Linked DNA regions of Rattus norvegicus: region 2 is linked to region 1. The links are chromatin contacts, called in public Hi-C maps. All regions are on one chromosome and are shown on one strand. Each heading gives the region's core, a stretch centred on a gene start, on an enhancer-like site or on the middle of the called end of the contact. The rest is flanking DNA. Distances are from core to core; before and after follow the strand shown. Region 1 overlaps LOC108350472 (a long non-coding RNA gene). Region 2 holds the start of Snap25 (synaptosome associated protein 25).

Region 1 (2,873 bases), core at 241-2,740:
TGCCCAAATGAGGAAATTAACACATAGTTATCAGGATCACACAACAAAACAAGCTAACTGTTTCTGCACCTCACGCTTGCATCTCAGCCCATTTAGCTTTGGGTTTCAGGCCCTTGCCTTACAGACTCAGACAGACTCATGGGACCATGCCTGCTGGGCAGTAGTAGACTGTATGTCAGTCCAGAAGGTTCAAACCAATCTAGCTTGAAATACTATGTCTAAGAGTCTGCCTTGCCTGCAACCTGGAGCCTTCCCACTCAAAGTATAATACTGGAATTTGCAGTGTCTGCAATCACCCCCATTTAGCCAGCAACAACTCCAAGAATGAAGCCCACCCCCAGGGCATCTTGAGTACTAAGTTCTTAATGAAAGTTTTCAGCCAAGAGTACTGAGGAGGATGTGGCTTCTTTAGCTAGCTCCCAGGTATTGTCCATGATGTGAGCCACACCCATTTCAAAGTTGCCTGAGCTGTATATATGTCCGTCTGAGACACTAGTGCTCAGCGGTGAGTTTAGGTCTGGTATGCACCAAATACGTTGTGACAAACATTGCCTGGCAGTGACTGAGCCATGTGTTATAGAACTATGATGGAAGACCCTTTGCAGCATGGAGAAAGGTCTGAGTCTACCTGTGGAGGGAAGAGTAAGGAGTCAGCTTAAGGGATGACAGGATGAGAGGGGAAGACAGCATTTCTGTGAAAACTCCCCTAGGCTAACAGGCCACAAGAACCCGCCCCTGCTAGTACCCATAAAGCATGCAGCTGAGAGCTTAGTTCTGGCTACTGATTCAAAGTATCACTTTGCTTAGCTCCTACAGAAAGGTAAGGTTGGCACATTAATTATAGTTGTTTTCTCCTTTATTTTTCTTGTTCCCTTCATTTTGAGGAAAATTGTGGAACACTATGGCACTTAGTTTACATAAATAAGGGTGTCATGTTTTCTCTCATTGATACGGCTTTAAATCAGCAAGCCTGCACTCCAAATCGGTGCCAAATCTCCTGGGAGCACAGACTACAGGCCCCCACTTAACGAAGTTCCCGTTCATGTACAGAGGGCTCGAGTGGGGCTGGCACCGGGCGCATATGTAGCAAGTTCCCAGGGGGATGGTGCTTCAGGAGAATCATTGTTTTGATCTGTAGGGATTTGCTTTAATTAGACCTTACCCTTTTTTTCTTTTTCTTTTCCCTTTTTTTTTTCTTTTTAGAGAGAGAGCTTTTCTTTTTTATAAAGCTTTCTTTAACCCTTGCATCCTTGAATCCTGGTATCTGAGAGTTAAAGGGACAGCAGAAAGGTATGAAAACATAGGCAAACAATCTCTCCCAAGGCCATGTAATCAGCCGAGAAGCAAAGCCACGGCTGAGCATGCTGCCTCACTCTAAGGTCTGTTGTTTACTCTGCATTCTGCTGACTTGAAAGCTCCACATATTCTCTGGCTGAGGCATCTGCAGTATTCTTGGTGAGCCTTCTATCTTAGGCCAGCTTTGCGCTAGAGTCCCTAACAGACACATATGTCACTGGCACAGGCTGTGAGAACGTACAGGCCTCCTACCTAACAGCTCTGAGAAAAGAGGGCTTTGGAAAAAACCAGCAGCTGCGCTGGGCCTGTGGTGGAGAAGCAGCACAGTGGCCAGCCAGCAGCCTAGACAGGTGATTCGGCCCAGAGGCCCTGAACACGGGAATAAACCAAGACACTGCCAAAGCAGGCACTCTGGCTCTCCCGGCACCTCAGAGAAGGTCATTGAACCTTTCTGTGCCTAAAAAGGTTATTATGTTAGGGAAAACAATTATTCACACAGAAGAGAATAAACACGTGAAAGGTGACTTGAGGATGGAGTTTATCACTTTCCTTTGCATGGCAATAACCCAGTCCTTTGGAAGACATTGTCACAAATCTTTGCAGAATGAGAAAAATGTGTGCAAGGTTGCTCCCTAGACCCGAATCTGCTGGGTTGTCATTTTGACCATGTTCTTTAGCCAGTGCAAACCCAAGTCAAGCACACAACTCGGGATTTATGGCCATGTTTGCAGTTTGCCAGAGAACAGTTTACATGGTTCAGGGGACTCTGAGATAAAGGGGTGAAAACGCAGGACTTTGCCTACTTGCTTGAAAAAAAGAAAGAAAGAAAGAAAGAAAGAAAGAAAGAAAGAAAGGAAGAAAGGAAGGAAGAAAGAACCTGTATAGACCACCGCCAGTAAATAGGCAGGGCCCCCAGTTGAGGGATGAGGCTGCCCATCCATCTCAAATTTTTTAACCCAGAAATGTTCCTGTCCAAAAGGATGACAGGGACAAAAAAATGGAACAGAACTGAAGGAAAAGCCATCCAGAGTCCCCCCACCTAGGGATCCATCTGCAGACACCAACCCCACACTATTGCTAAATCCAAGAAGTGCTTGCTGATAGGAGCCTGACACAGCTGTTCGCTGAGAGGTCCTACAAGCACCTGACAAATACAGATGCAGACACTCACAGCCAGCCATCAGACTAAGCCAGGGGACCCCAATGCAAGAGCTAGGGAGGGGAATGACTGAAGGAGCTGAAGGAGATTGCAATCTCAAATGAAGAACGATGTCAACTAACTGGACCACCCAGAGCTCCCAGGGACTAAAGTACCAACCAAAGAGTGTACATGGAGAGAACTATGGCTCCAGATACATATGTAGCAGAGAATGGCTTTATCTGACATCAGTGGGAGGGGAGGCCCTTGGTCCTGTGGAGGCTTGATGCCCCAGCATAAGGGGATGCTAGAAGAGTGAGGCAGGAGTGGGTGAATGGGTGGAGGAGCACCCTCATAGAGGAGGAAGGCGAGCAGGGAATGGGATGGGGGAGTTGTGAAGGGGTAACCAGGAAGGGGGATATCATTTGAAATGTCAATG
Region 2 (2,873 bases), core at 184-2,683, 120 kb after region 1:
GTGTGTGTGTGTGTGTGTGTGTGTGTGTGTGTATGTGTTTCTAAGAGAAAAGGATTTTCCATCGCCCAAGAGGCCATCAAGTTTTAAGATTGCAAGGCACGACTTCTAATCGCATCCTCCGCGGAAAAGTACAAACAGTTCCTGAGAAGAGGTCCCCCACCTCCCACGCGCTCCCCAGCTCTCCCTCACTGCCTAGAACCCGGACAACCTCCCCAACACCTGTGAATCATCCAGAGGCTGCACCACCGAGTTATTTGCATATCGCCGCCCGCCCTCCCCAGCTCCTGACCGCTCCTGACGGCTCCTGACGCACGACAAGCGAAGACAGGATTATGTTGTGTGGTTATTACTTCTAATCTTTCATCTGAACCAGCAGAAGTGGACGTTCTTGCTCATTCCAGCCCCCTCCCCCTCCCCCTCCCCCCGAGCTTCAGTGGTTTGGCCACTGCAAGTGCCAGGGGCTTGTGTAATGAGTGAGTGACACTCCAGATTTCTGTCAGGTCCTAGCCACCTTCCCTCCTGATGTCTGGACATGCATGCTTCGTCCTCTGGACATGGTCTAAGAAACCCGAACATCATCCTAGGTCCGGACTGCAAATTCAACCGGATACAGCGTCATCTAGTCATCTATAAGCCCTGAGCAAACAACTCACAACTCAAAGCCCTGAGACCGCAAAGGCAAACTAGCAGGGCTAACTAGCTTCCCTCTCCCTTTTCCCATCTCCAGCGTTATCTTGGCGATAACTGCTCTGACGTACTTTAAAAGAAAAGTGTGAGCCTTTCCCCAACTGGCTATGATTAAATGAGAACACTAAACCCGCAATGCTGCTTTAATACAATAACTACTCATAAAAATAGCAACCTAAGTAACCTGGTCAGGCAAGGAGCTGGTGAGAGCCAAGGGGAATGCCTCTTCAGACAGACCCCCTTCTCTGGAGAAAATAAATCACAACAGAAATCTATCCCAATCCCTCATATCGTTACCCTTCTATTCCTTTACCTTCCTCTCGTGTCTGTGACTCAACCAAAGACAAATCATCAGGGGAACGTTTTACATATAAATATGTATGTATTTACATTATTGTAATTGTATATACATTCCAAACACACCTATATACATACATATATTCACATATGCATGCACACACAAGGAAAGGCATAGGCCATCAGGAAAACAGTCGCAAGAAATGTGTGTTTCCCAAGACAGTGCTAAAATGGAGTCAAAAGAATCGCTCCATTTGGATGTTTATAAAAGATTGAAATAAAAAGGTTTGCTGCAAAGCGCTCGGGGAGCTGAGTCAAGCGCTCCGCACCTCCCGGCTCCTCCCCTACCGCCCCCAGCCACCTTCCTCCCTCCGCCCTCCCCCATCACACTTCCTCCCCGCCCCTCGAGGAGCCGGCTATTAAAAGCTGCTGACGTCAAAGGAACGGCCATCTTTGATGAGGGCAGAGCTCACGTTGCATTGAAGACGAAACCTCGGGGAGGTCTGGAGCTGTCTTTCCTTCCCTCCCTACCCGGCGGCTCCTCCACTCTTGCTACCTGCAGGGATCAGCGGACAGCATCCTCTGAAGAAGACAAGGTAAAGAGCCCCCTCCTCCGATCCTGGCCCTGGCCCTGCATGGCTGCATACACAGAAGGGACTGCAGCTGGCAGCCCAAGTGAGCCTGGGTAAATACAAGTAGTGGTGCACTTAGGGTGCGGTATTCCCTGTGTGCTCGTCTGCCTAGATTCTTGCCTGGGGCCACATAAAAGTATTTTTCAGGTGAGCTGTTGGGAGAAGGAGTGAATGGGGACACTGCAGGTGGAGTGGTGGAAAAAATAGCGAGGATGTGTATAGAATAATAACTTACTCTTTTGAAGCAGCCGTGGGACCCTCTTCCATCTTGCGATGCAGTTTTGAGATATGTTTAGGTTATTAGGCTTGCGGTTTTTTTTCCTGTAGACTAGAATTTAAAAGCAAAACATGATCTTGTCGTTCGTTCCAACCCTATGATTATGACTGTAGTGTTTAGGGCACTGCTACCCAAGGGAGATGAGAAGGCAGGGTGTGGGCGCTGGGGAGGCGAAAGGAGAAGGGGGGTAGTTCCCGCCCTGGGCAAGCTGAGCTGCCGCAACGGTAGCAGCCTCCACGTCCCACAGACTTGATTTATGCCGCCTGCCCCAAGTCAGCTGCAGGCGGGAAGGGGCTGCAGAGTGGCAAAGCTCTAGGGGGTTAGCGCGGTGGGCTAGGCTGTTGGGGTGCGTGGAGGGAGCTCAGCACCCTGGACAGGAGTGCTCGGCGCCCGTGTCGGCGCCCTGACCTTTCAGCACCGCGGACAGCGATCCGGCTGCAGCGCCGCATTACCTGCTGCAGAGCCGCCTGGCTAGGGCTGGAGGCCAAATTTTCTCTCTGAGATCCAGATCTTAGAGAAAGTCTTAATAAAGCTGGCGTGATAGATTAAAAGAAAGGCAGAAGAATAAATCCTGTCATCGGGGATTTATTTACAGACAATTGCCTGCTCTCTTCCTCACCTCCCACGTAGCTTCAAGAAATAACAGACTACTTGTAGAAGCCTTCTGTATTTCTCCCTGTGCCTTGGTTAAGAAAAAAAAAGCAACAAAACAAAACAAACAGAAAAACAGAAAAACAGAAAAAGAAAGCATACTTTTAAAAACGGTCACTTAGCCTCCATTATGACACGAACACTGTAATTTTTTGTTTTTAACACGGGGTAGATATGTTGATATTAGGTGGGCTCAAGTGGGCTTATATGATAATGCGAGTACTATCTAGACATAGGACAATTGCATCCCTATGGGTTTTTTTTTTATCAAGAATATGGGTTATCTGAACTAAGAAGAACTAATTTTAGGAAATAAATCCCTTGGTTGC

The links. Hi-C and Micro-C count contacts between places; a contact is called where the count stands out from the background.
Region 2: a Hi-C map of frontal cortex shows a contact between it and region 1, with 3 times the contacts expected there. The contact joins the promoter of Snap25 here to the enhancer-like site in region 1. A contact is called at or near these places in 2 of 12 Hi-C or Micro-C datasets (the A7r5 cell line and frontal cortex).

What each region holds. Positions count from the first base shown.
Region 1 is chr3:144,374,406-144,377,278 of GRCr8, forward strand. The region is part of intron 2 of LOC108350472 (a long non-coding RNA gene); the gene reads right to left. Among named protein-coding and RNA genes, the nearest start is that of Ankef1, 75 kb to the left of the region's middle. Within about 2 kb of position 1,491, at least 22 of the 93 cell types and tissues checked have an H3K27ac peak or open chromatin away from gene starts, as enhancers often do.
Region 2 is chr3:144,493,162-144,496,034 of GRCr8, forward strand. It overlaps Snap25 (synaptosome associated protein 25), which reads left to right and starts at 1,434. Exons shown (of 8, transcript NM_030991.3): 1 at 1,434-1,580. It overlaps LOC108350472 (a long non-coding RNA gene), which reads right to left. Exons shown (of 3, transcript XR_010064909.1): 1 at 1,852-2,873.